Linked DNA regions of Mus musculus: all the other regions are linked to region 3. A link is a contact called in public promoter capture Hi-C data. All regions are on one chromosome and are shown on one strand. Each heading gives the region's core, a stretch centred on a gene start, on an enhancer-like site or on the middle of the called end of the contact. The rest is flanking DNA. Distances are from core to core; before and after follow the strand shown.

What was found. Capture Hi-C pulls out chosen DNA fragments and counts their contacts.
Region 1: a contact with region 3 is called in a promoter capture Hi-C map of adipose tissue. The contact joins the promoter of Ydjc here to the promoter of Serpind1 in region 3. A contact is called at or near these places in 9 of 39 promoter capture datasets (the C10 cell line, the HPC-7 cell line, cranial neural crest and 5 more), 2 of 115 datasets of contacts at active chromatin or transcription factors (the 230-238 cell line and embryonic stem cells) and 2 of 9 other capture datasets (adipose tissue and liver).
Region 2: a contact with region 3 is called in a promoter capture Hi-C map of adipose tissue. The contact joins the promoter of Aifm3 here to the promoter of Serpind1 in region 3. A contact is called at or near these places in 8 of 39 promoter capture datasets (the C10 cell line, the HPC-7 cell line, embryonic stem cells and 4 more), 1 of 115 datasets of contacts at active chromatin or transcription factors (embryonic stem cells) and 3 of 9 other capture datasets (adipose tissue, liver and pancreatic islet).

The regions. Positions count from the first base shown.
Region 1 is chr16:17,145,395-17,148,234 of GRCm38.p6, forward strand. Ydjc (YdjC homolog (bacterial)) reads left to right here and starts at 1,573. Exons shown (of 5, transcript NM_026940.4): 1 at 1,573-1,752; 2 at 1,839-1,998; 3 at 2,204-2,303; 4 at 2,403-2,580; 5 at 2,762-2,840. The coding sequence starts at 1,589. It overlaps LOC115488656 (a long non-coding RNA gene), which reads left to right. Exons shown (of 3, transcript XR_003951945.1): 3 at 568-630. It also overlaps a transcript of Ccdc116 not described here.
Region 2 is chr16:17,490,485-17,493,184 of GRCm38.p6, forward strand. Aifm3 (apoptosis-inducing factor, mitochondrion-associated 3) reads left to right here and starts at 1,437. Exons shown (of 20, transcript NM_001291070.1): 1 at 1,437-1,619. The coding sequence starts at 1,589.
Region 3 is chr16:17,329,952-17,332,651 of GRCm38.p6, forward strand. It overlaps Serpind1 (serine (or cysteine) peptidase inhibitor, clade D, member 1), which reads left to right and starts at 1,420. Exons shown (of 5, transcript NM_008223.4): 1 at 1,420-1,496. All of the region lies in intron 19 of Pi4ka (phosphatidylinositol 4-kinase alpha), which reads right to left.

The DNA.
Region 1 (2,840 bases), core at 323-2,822, 180 kb before region 3:
CAAGTTCTCTCCCTTCTGCCTGTCACGCAGGCATCAGGATTGAGGAGCCCAGAGCAGGTCAGGCTTCAACTTGTAGGGAAGGGTTCCTGCCCCATCTCTCTCATGAACCTTCAGGTCTCTTAGCTGTAAAACAGTAGTAAATTACCAATATCATGGGCTTGAATCAAGAAACAGACATCCTATAATGAATGCTTCTCAGTTGGCAGAATGCTTGCCTAACATGCATGAAGTCTTTGGTTTAATTTCCTGTGCCACAAAAACCAGGCGTGGTAGCACATACCTGTAGCTCCAGCACTGGACAGGTGGAAGCTCTAGGATCAGACGTTCAAGGCTAGCCTCAGCTGAATGAATAGTGAGGTCAGCCTGGTATACATAAGACTGTTTCAAAACAGTATCAAGACAGCCACATTACCATGTCACCATGGTGATTATAGGTAAGTCATGGATAAGGAAGCTTACTGGACAAAGTCCAAAAGTGAGGTGACGGATGTAAGCATTGCCTTAAGCTCAAGGTGAAAGTGAACTAGTGCTTTCTTGAGTAAATCTGCCAGTTTTCTTGTTGTTTAGAGCTTTTGCTAAGAAAAAGCCTCCCCTTGGGAGAATCAGTGAGGAACAGACTGAAACAAAGAAGAGCAGCATTACAAGAATGAAATAACTTGGCATCATCATTGAGTGATGGAGAAAGGTAGGTGGCTGGTTTTTTTCTCAGAGAAAATAATGGAAGGACAATATACTGCCCAGAAACTTAGTAATGATAAACACTGAGAAGAGCAAGGGGAATTTCTCTTGAATATATTTCTCCTTTTCGACATTAAAAAAAATTACAGTTCAAAAATAAAAAAATGAGCTAGAGAACTCAGTGGTTAGGAAAGCTTACAGTTCTTGCAAAGGACTGAAGTTCGGTTACCAGTATGCGTTCACATTGTGGATCAAAACCAGGCGCGCATGCACACACGCGCACACACACACACATATGCGTGTGTGTATTTATGTATGTATATATATATACATATATATATATATACACGTGTATACACGTATATACATATATATGTGTGTGTTTATATATACTATATATATACACACACGTGTATACACATATATACATACATATGTATATATACATGTATATATACATAAGTATAAACACACATATATATGTGTGTGTATTTATGTATGTATATATATATACTATATATACACACACACGTGTATACACGTATATACATACATATGTATATATACATGTATATATACATAAGTATAAACACATATATGTGTGTGTGTGTATTTATGTATGTATATATATACTATATATACACACACACGTGTATACACGTATATACATACATATGTATATATACATAAACACACACACACACACACACACACACACACACACACGAACAAAAAAATAAAATTTGCAGAGCGTTAGCAGGACATTCAGAGACCTCTAGGTGGCGAGAACAATGGCGGCTTGCAGCCGCATTTAGGCGTGTGCGTCGGGGTGGGGCCTCGGCAGCGTTCGAGGGCGGGGTCTGGATGCTCCAACCTATTCCCTCTGCTCTCCAGCCAGGGTTTGGCAGCCATGGCTTTTCCCCGCGTGCGGCTGGTTGTCACCGCTGATGACTTTGGTTATTGCCCGCGGCGCGATGAGGGCATCGTAGAGGCCTTCCTGGCAGGAACTGTGACCAGCGTGTCACTGCTGGTTAACGGCACAGCCGCAGAGAGTGCGGCCGAGCTGGCCCGCAGGTGAGGGCGGTCCCCTACAGGACCCGGCTGGTTTAGGGGCTCCCACTTGGTGGCAGCCGGTGATCGCTCTCGCGCTCTGCCCGTAGGCACAGCATTCCCACGGGTCTTCACGCCAACCTGTCTGAGGGCCGTCCGGTGGGCCCGGCCCGCCACAACGCCTCGTCGCTCCTCAGCCCCGAAGGCTTCTTTCTCGGCAAGATGGGATTTCGGGAGGCTTTAGCGGCTGGAGACGTTGCTTTGCCCCAGGTGCGGAGACGTGGCTGCAGGGGAATACTCATCTTGATCTTCAAATCTCAGCCCAGAGGGTATCATGGAAGTCGTTGGGTCAAAAGCGGATGCTGGGTATACTCTCTAGTTCAAAGGCTGGAGCAGTCGCATCGTGGCACCAGACGGAGCTCCTAGTTTTGTGGCTGCTTCCCGAAGCTCATAGTATCTGTGCCCCTCCCTTCAGGTGCGGGAGGAACTAGAAGCTCAACTCAGCCGCTTCCGGGAGTTGCTGGGCAGGTCCCCCACGCACGTGGACGGTCACCAGCACGTGCATGTGCTTCCAGGTACGCGGCTTGATACTCCCAGGGCGGGGGGTGGGGCTTCTTTCCTGGGTTGATGGGAGGTCGATGGAGACTCCCCTCTGCGCCCACCCCTCCAAGCAGGCGTGTGTCAGGTGTTCGCCGAGGCGCTGCAGGCGTACGGGGTCCGCTTCACACGGCTGCCGGCAGAACGTGGCGTGGGCAGCTGCGCGTGGCTCGAAGCGCCAGCGCGCGCCTTCGCCTGCACGGTGGAGCGCGATGCCCGGGCCGCAATTGGCCCCTTCTCTCGCCACGGCCTGCGGTGAGCATCAGCCTTCCCAACTACATCCAACCCTGCCACGTCCCCAAAGATCCCAGTTTTGGTTGGTTTTTCTCAACCAAAAAAAAAAAAAAAGTTAGGAGTTGACCTACTGTCCTGCTCCACCCTCTGCCTATCCCGACCGGTCCTTGAGGCAACACCTCTGATATCCTGGCACTCACAGGTGGACCGATGCCTTTGTGGGCCTGAGCACTTGTGGCCGGCATATGTCAGCTCACCGAGTCTTGGGGTCACTGGCGCGG
Region 2 (2,700 bases), core at 187-2,686, 160 kb after region 3:
CCAGTCTAGTCTGTTTGTACGATCTCAGCCCCAACAGGTGAGGGCTGAAACCAGACCGGAAAGAGGTGGGCAACGCTGAGACATGGGTGAAACCAGGACCTCTGAAAGGGTTCTCTGGTTCCCAGGAAGGGAGCTAGAGGGGCAGTTAGCAACTGAGTTTTATCCCTTGAGTTGTCTCCTCTTGCCCCGACAAGGGCCTTGGGTTCCTCACCTGTAATTTGCTTCGAAGGTCAGAAGCTAGCAGTGGCTGGTCCTTTCCCATTCTGTATTTCCTTCTTGACATGGGGACTGGGCTAACCTAGTGACTCCCAGCACGGTTCAGTGCAGGCTTCAGGAAGAATTTCCAGGTGACCCAGAGCCGACTGTTGGGTAGAATTTGGACAGATCAGTTGTAAACAGGGTAGTTACACCTTTGTCTTGAGCCTTCCAAAGTCCACATCTTCTAGAAGGCCCACCTATGGCCACAAGGACACAATGGCCACAGTGATCTGTTTACCAGGTAGTCTTGCTCTCCCGTTTGGAGCCTTAGAGTGACCTGAGCACGTCCCAAGGCCTTGCTTATCTTAGGATTTATTAGGGTGAGGAGTGGGGAAGACCACACAGATGCCCCTAACTGCTGCTTGACCTTGGTGAGACCTTGGACCCCAGTCTTTCTATCTTCTTCAGCACTGCACAGCCGCCTGAGGGGTGGGGAAACTTATGGCTGCTGGGCTGCTGGGCATGGGGCAGAGGCAGAGCTGTGCGCTTGGTTTCCCTCTTCCCCCAACCCCATCAGTCCTGGGCTGGCTGCCCGCTTTTTTCCCCACAGAGCTGGGTTTCCCTGGGGACCAGTGGCTTGGCCTAGCCCCACACCCACAGCCCCCTCCTGGCCACAACTCATGCTAGAAGGCGGGCTGGACCCTCCAGGACACTGGCCTTCCGTGCCCTGCTGACCAAGGCCCAGTAGTCTCTCTCCATTGCTGGGCTGGGAGCAAGGAGCAGTGACTCCCATGGAAAGAGGTAGGTGACTAGAGGTTGCTAGTCAGGGCAGTGGCCAAGGCTGGGCTGGGACCCTTGTCACTCTCAGTGGAAGAAGAAGGATTCTGGGGACTCTGGTTGTCAGGGTTTTCTGTAGACGTGGTGGTCTTATCTAGGGAAATGGAGAGTCTCAGAGTCTCCAGACTTGTGGGATTTAGAAAAGGGGAATCTAGGGCTAGGTCTATGTAGTCGCAGGTTTATGGGCAGTAGCAGATATTAGAGCACAGAGGGTCTCCAACAAAGGATGCAGTAAGGGGAATCTGAGGTTCCTATGCCTAGAAGCCTCAAAGGGAGACAGATGCCCTACAAACAAGATCTGCCCTCCTCATGTAAGACTCTTCCAGGATTCCTCAAAGATGCCTCTGACTCTACCCAGACCTGCATCAGTGCTAGGACCCAATTTCCCATCTCCCCTGCAGGTCCTAAAGCTGTCTAGCTGGCATGGCAGCTCTAGCGTCTCTGAGGGCCACAGGGGGTCCAGTCCTGCAGGGCACATCCTAGACCTTGGACAGCTGGACAGCCTGCCATCGTGCTCCCACCAGCCAGGCCAGATCCCAGGCCACCGTTCACCATGGGCGGCTGCTTCTCCAAGCCCAAGCCAGGTACCTCCCCTTCTCTGACAGCCTCCCCCTCCCTCTGTACTTCACCAACCTCCAAAGTAGGTCAGGCTAGGCAGGAGCCCAGAATGCTAATGCACTGCAGGCAAGAAGGGTAAAAACCTAGGAAAGCTCTCCTGGACTCCTCTCCTGTAGCATCCCCCTTTTTATTTGGGACTTTGGGTGTTAGTGGTGGGGACAACAGCTGATCCTTCTTAGAAAGTTGAGTCTAGAAGGTTCCTCTTATGCTGCGCAGAGCTAAGGGCTACTTCTCCATTCTGGAGAAGAGAGGCTTTGGGGGATGTTCTTAGCCACAGTGTAACCTCTTTGAGTCTCAATTTCCCTCTCTATAAAATAGAACTGGACACTGCCCTCTTAGGGTGACTGACAGGGTATCATGGACAGGTCCCTACTCTTATCATCCTGTGACATATCAGACATCATCTTGGCTTCTCTGGGCCTCATCTCCTGTTTTGTGTTTTTGTTTGGGTTTTTGTCTTTTGAGACAAGATCTCACTATGTAGACCAGGCTGGTCTCATACTCACACAGATCCTCCTGCCTGTGCCTTGCAAGTGCTAGGATCAAAGGCATGTACCACTCTTCTGTTTTCTCCATGTATATAGGAAATCTTGCCTAGCCCTAGAAACTCCAGCCAGGGGTAGGATCATTCCAAGGTACTACAGTACTTAGGATCTACCCTGCCAGGGGACTCATGTCTTTGGGTTTCTCCCTCAGTCTGCACATTCCTTCTACCCTAGTCGTAACATCCAGAAAGCAGAACCTGTAGCCATGACAGGGATGCAGAAACTGAGGACTTCAGAGCCCAGTGAGTGCTCCACCCACCCAACTTGCCCTGGCTGGCTCACTCTGCCAGCTTGCTCAGCTCTCCTTACCTGATACCCATCAGCTCGGTTACCTTGGGACTCATAAGACTTTTCTTCCTTTCTTGGGTCTGAGGTAGGACTTGGGGGAGAAAGCGGAGCTGTGACCCACCCACTGGCAGTATTGGTGAAGATTGTCCATCCTCGCCTGAGTCTGTGCCAGATCCTACAGCCTCTGCCATAGGTGCCCACTGTCTTTGTCTCA
Region 3 (2,700 bases), core at 170-2,669:
GCCAGAGCAGTAGTTTGAGTCATCTGTGGTGTCTGAATAAGAGGCTCATATGTGTGAAAACTTGGTCCCTAGCTGTGGAACTGTTTGTCAAGGACTAGGAGGTGTGTATTTTGGGTGGTGTTTGACATTTCAAAAGACTTGGCCCACTCCCAGTGTGCCCTTGCCTCCTGCTTGTAGTTCATGTGAACTCTTGAAGTTCCTGTGGTCATGCCTTCACTCTACCATCACAGACTCTAACCCTCTGCAAACTTAAGTCCTATTAACCCTTTCTCCTGTAACATACCACAGCAAAAGTACCTAACATACCACATCCAGCATTTTTTCTTTACAGGAGAGAATGCTAACTATAGTTTCAGTCAAGGTGCTCAATATGGTTTCCTAAGACAGAAAAGTGACATCCAAGTGACACCCACATACTGCTCTGCAAGGAAGATGCACCAAAGAGAAACAGCATTTAAGTACCAAGGGCTCAGAGCCTGCTAGGGCTGAAGCTGCAAAGCAGTCCCTAATAGACTGGAGAGTCTCTCTGAGCAACTCGATGCTGCTCCTGGTAGAGATGTATGTGGAGTTAACACACACACACACACACACACACACACACACACACACACACACACACACACACATTCTCTCCCTCCCTCTCTCTCACTTATACACACATACATGCACACACACTCTCTCATACAAACACACACACACTCTCTCACACACACATTCTCTTTCAGACACACACACGCACAAAGACACATATATACACTCTCACACAGATACAACTTAGTACAATATAATCCAAAGATATATTAATTTGGTAACTATATGCTGAGGAATGACAGTAAAAACAACATTTTAAAAGTTTTTGAGGGCAAGACATAGTGGTACATGCCTTCAATTTCAACACTCAGGAGGCAGAGACAGGCAGATCTCTTGTGAGTTCAAAGCCAGTCTGGTCTACATAGTGACAGCCAGGGCTACACTGAGAAACCCGTCTTGAAAACAAACAAACAAACAAACAACTCCAAAGGTCTACACCAATTTATGCATTTCCTAAGTCACCAACCTTAACTTTCCCCTTCCCCTTTCAGTGAGGAAAAAGCTTCCCGTGAACTTAAGGTAACTCCATCTATTGTGTAGCAGCCTTCACACAGACGGAGACCCAGCAGGGGAAGACATGGCTCCCAGGACACTGAACAGTGCCTCAGGTATGCATAACTTCAGCGAGATGTGCTGAACAAGATGGTGCAGACGTGCTGACACAGATAGGAACACTCAACAGCCACACAGCAGCCACACAGAACTGTAGTTTGGAAGTAGCTTGTCCCTAAGTGATCAAAGTGAGCTGAAAGGGTTCTGCTGACAAAGCTACTTGAGTGGTGTTTGAGTTAGGACATATTTGCTTTGGAAAACACACAACAGCCCAGCACCAAAGTTCACATTGAAACCTGCTGCTGACCTTCTCTGGTCTCATCTCTGCCACACCACTGCTCAGAGGTACAGAGGTAAGTTTGGTTTCTAACATTTTTTGCCAATTATAAATTTTTATTTTTAATGCTTAGAGCTAAACAATTGGTTCCTTTATTGAGAAAAGAATATGTTATTTTTAAAATTTAGTTTAATATTCTTTAAAATTTAGTTTAATGTTTAGTTTAATATTAATATTGGTACAACTGACAAAAATGGAATTTGAATTTTAAGAGACAAGATTATTATACCTTTGATACTTTATACTGGAAACTGGGCATGGCAGCACAAGATTGAAATTCCAGCACTTGTAGCCCCTGGGTATCTATCACCCTAGGGCACAAAATCAATTTCTTTTCAAATTAGATAATTGTCTAGTGATTAAGAATGAGAATATTCTTGTTCTAGAGGAAGTTTCCACCTAAGCATTACTATTAAAGGTTAGAGGAATGTAAGAGATCTAACCTCAAAATGCCCAGAAAACGTGTACATATGTTGATACATATACATGTACCCCCCCATGTGCACCACATCACATCATACACACACACCACACATACACACGCACATACACCATACCACACGACACACACACCAACACACCCCACACATATACCACACCATACCACACCACACCACACACATATCATACCACACCACATACCATACCACACACACACACCACACCACACCACACACATACACACACCACACACACACATACCACACCGTGACACACACACACCACATCACACCACACACGCACACAACAGTAAAGGGAACACAGTGGCTGCTCTGCTACTCTATTCTTTCAATTCTTCTGTAAGTTTGAAGTTATTTTAACATAAAAAGGTTTCCCTTCTTGCTTGTTCTGTTTGGATCTGGAGAGATCACAGTAGGAAATGGTGTTCTTTATGACACATATACAAAAAGGCCAACTCCAATCCATGCAACTCTCAAGAATACACTATATGATGTTCCCATGAAAACAAAATTTTGATGAATATCTTAAAATTATAGCACTTTAATTCAAAGACAGCAATTTGAACGCATACACAACTTACAGGTATTTTTAAATGCCTTAATTTTTTTTTAATGAAACTGATGAGCAATATAGAAAGATTTATCTGTCAGATCGTTAATTTTCAATGCATAAAATAACTACATTTTTTCCTTTCTCTAAGAAGAGAATAATGAAAATTATGGCTTATGGCTTTTGGACATACCTTCAGGAACAGGGTA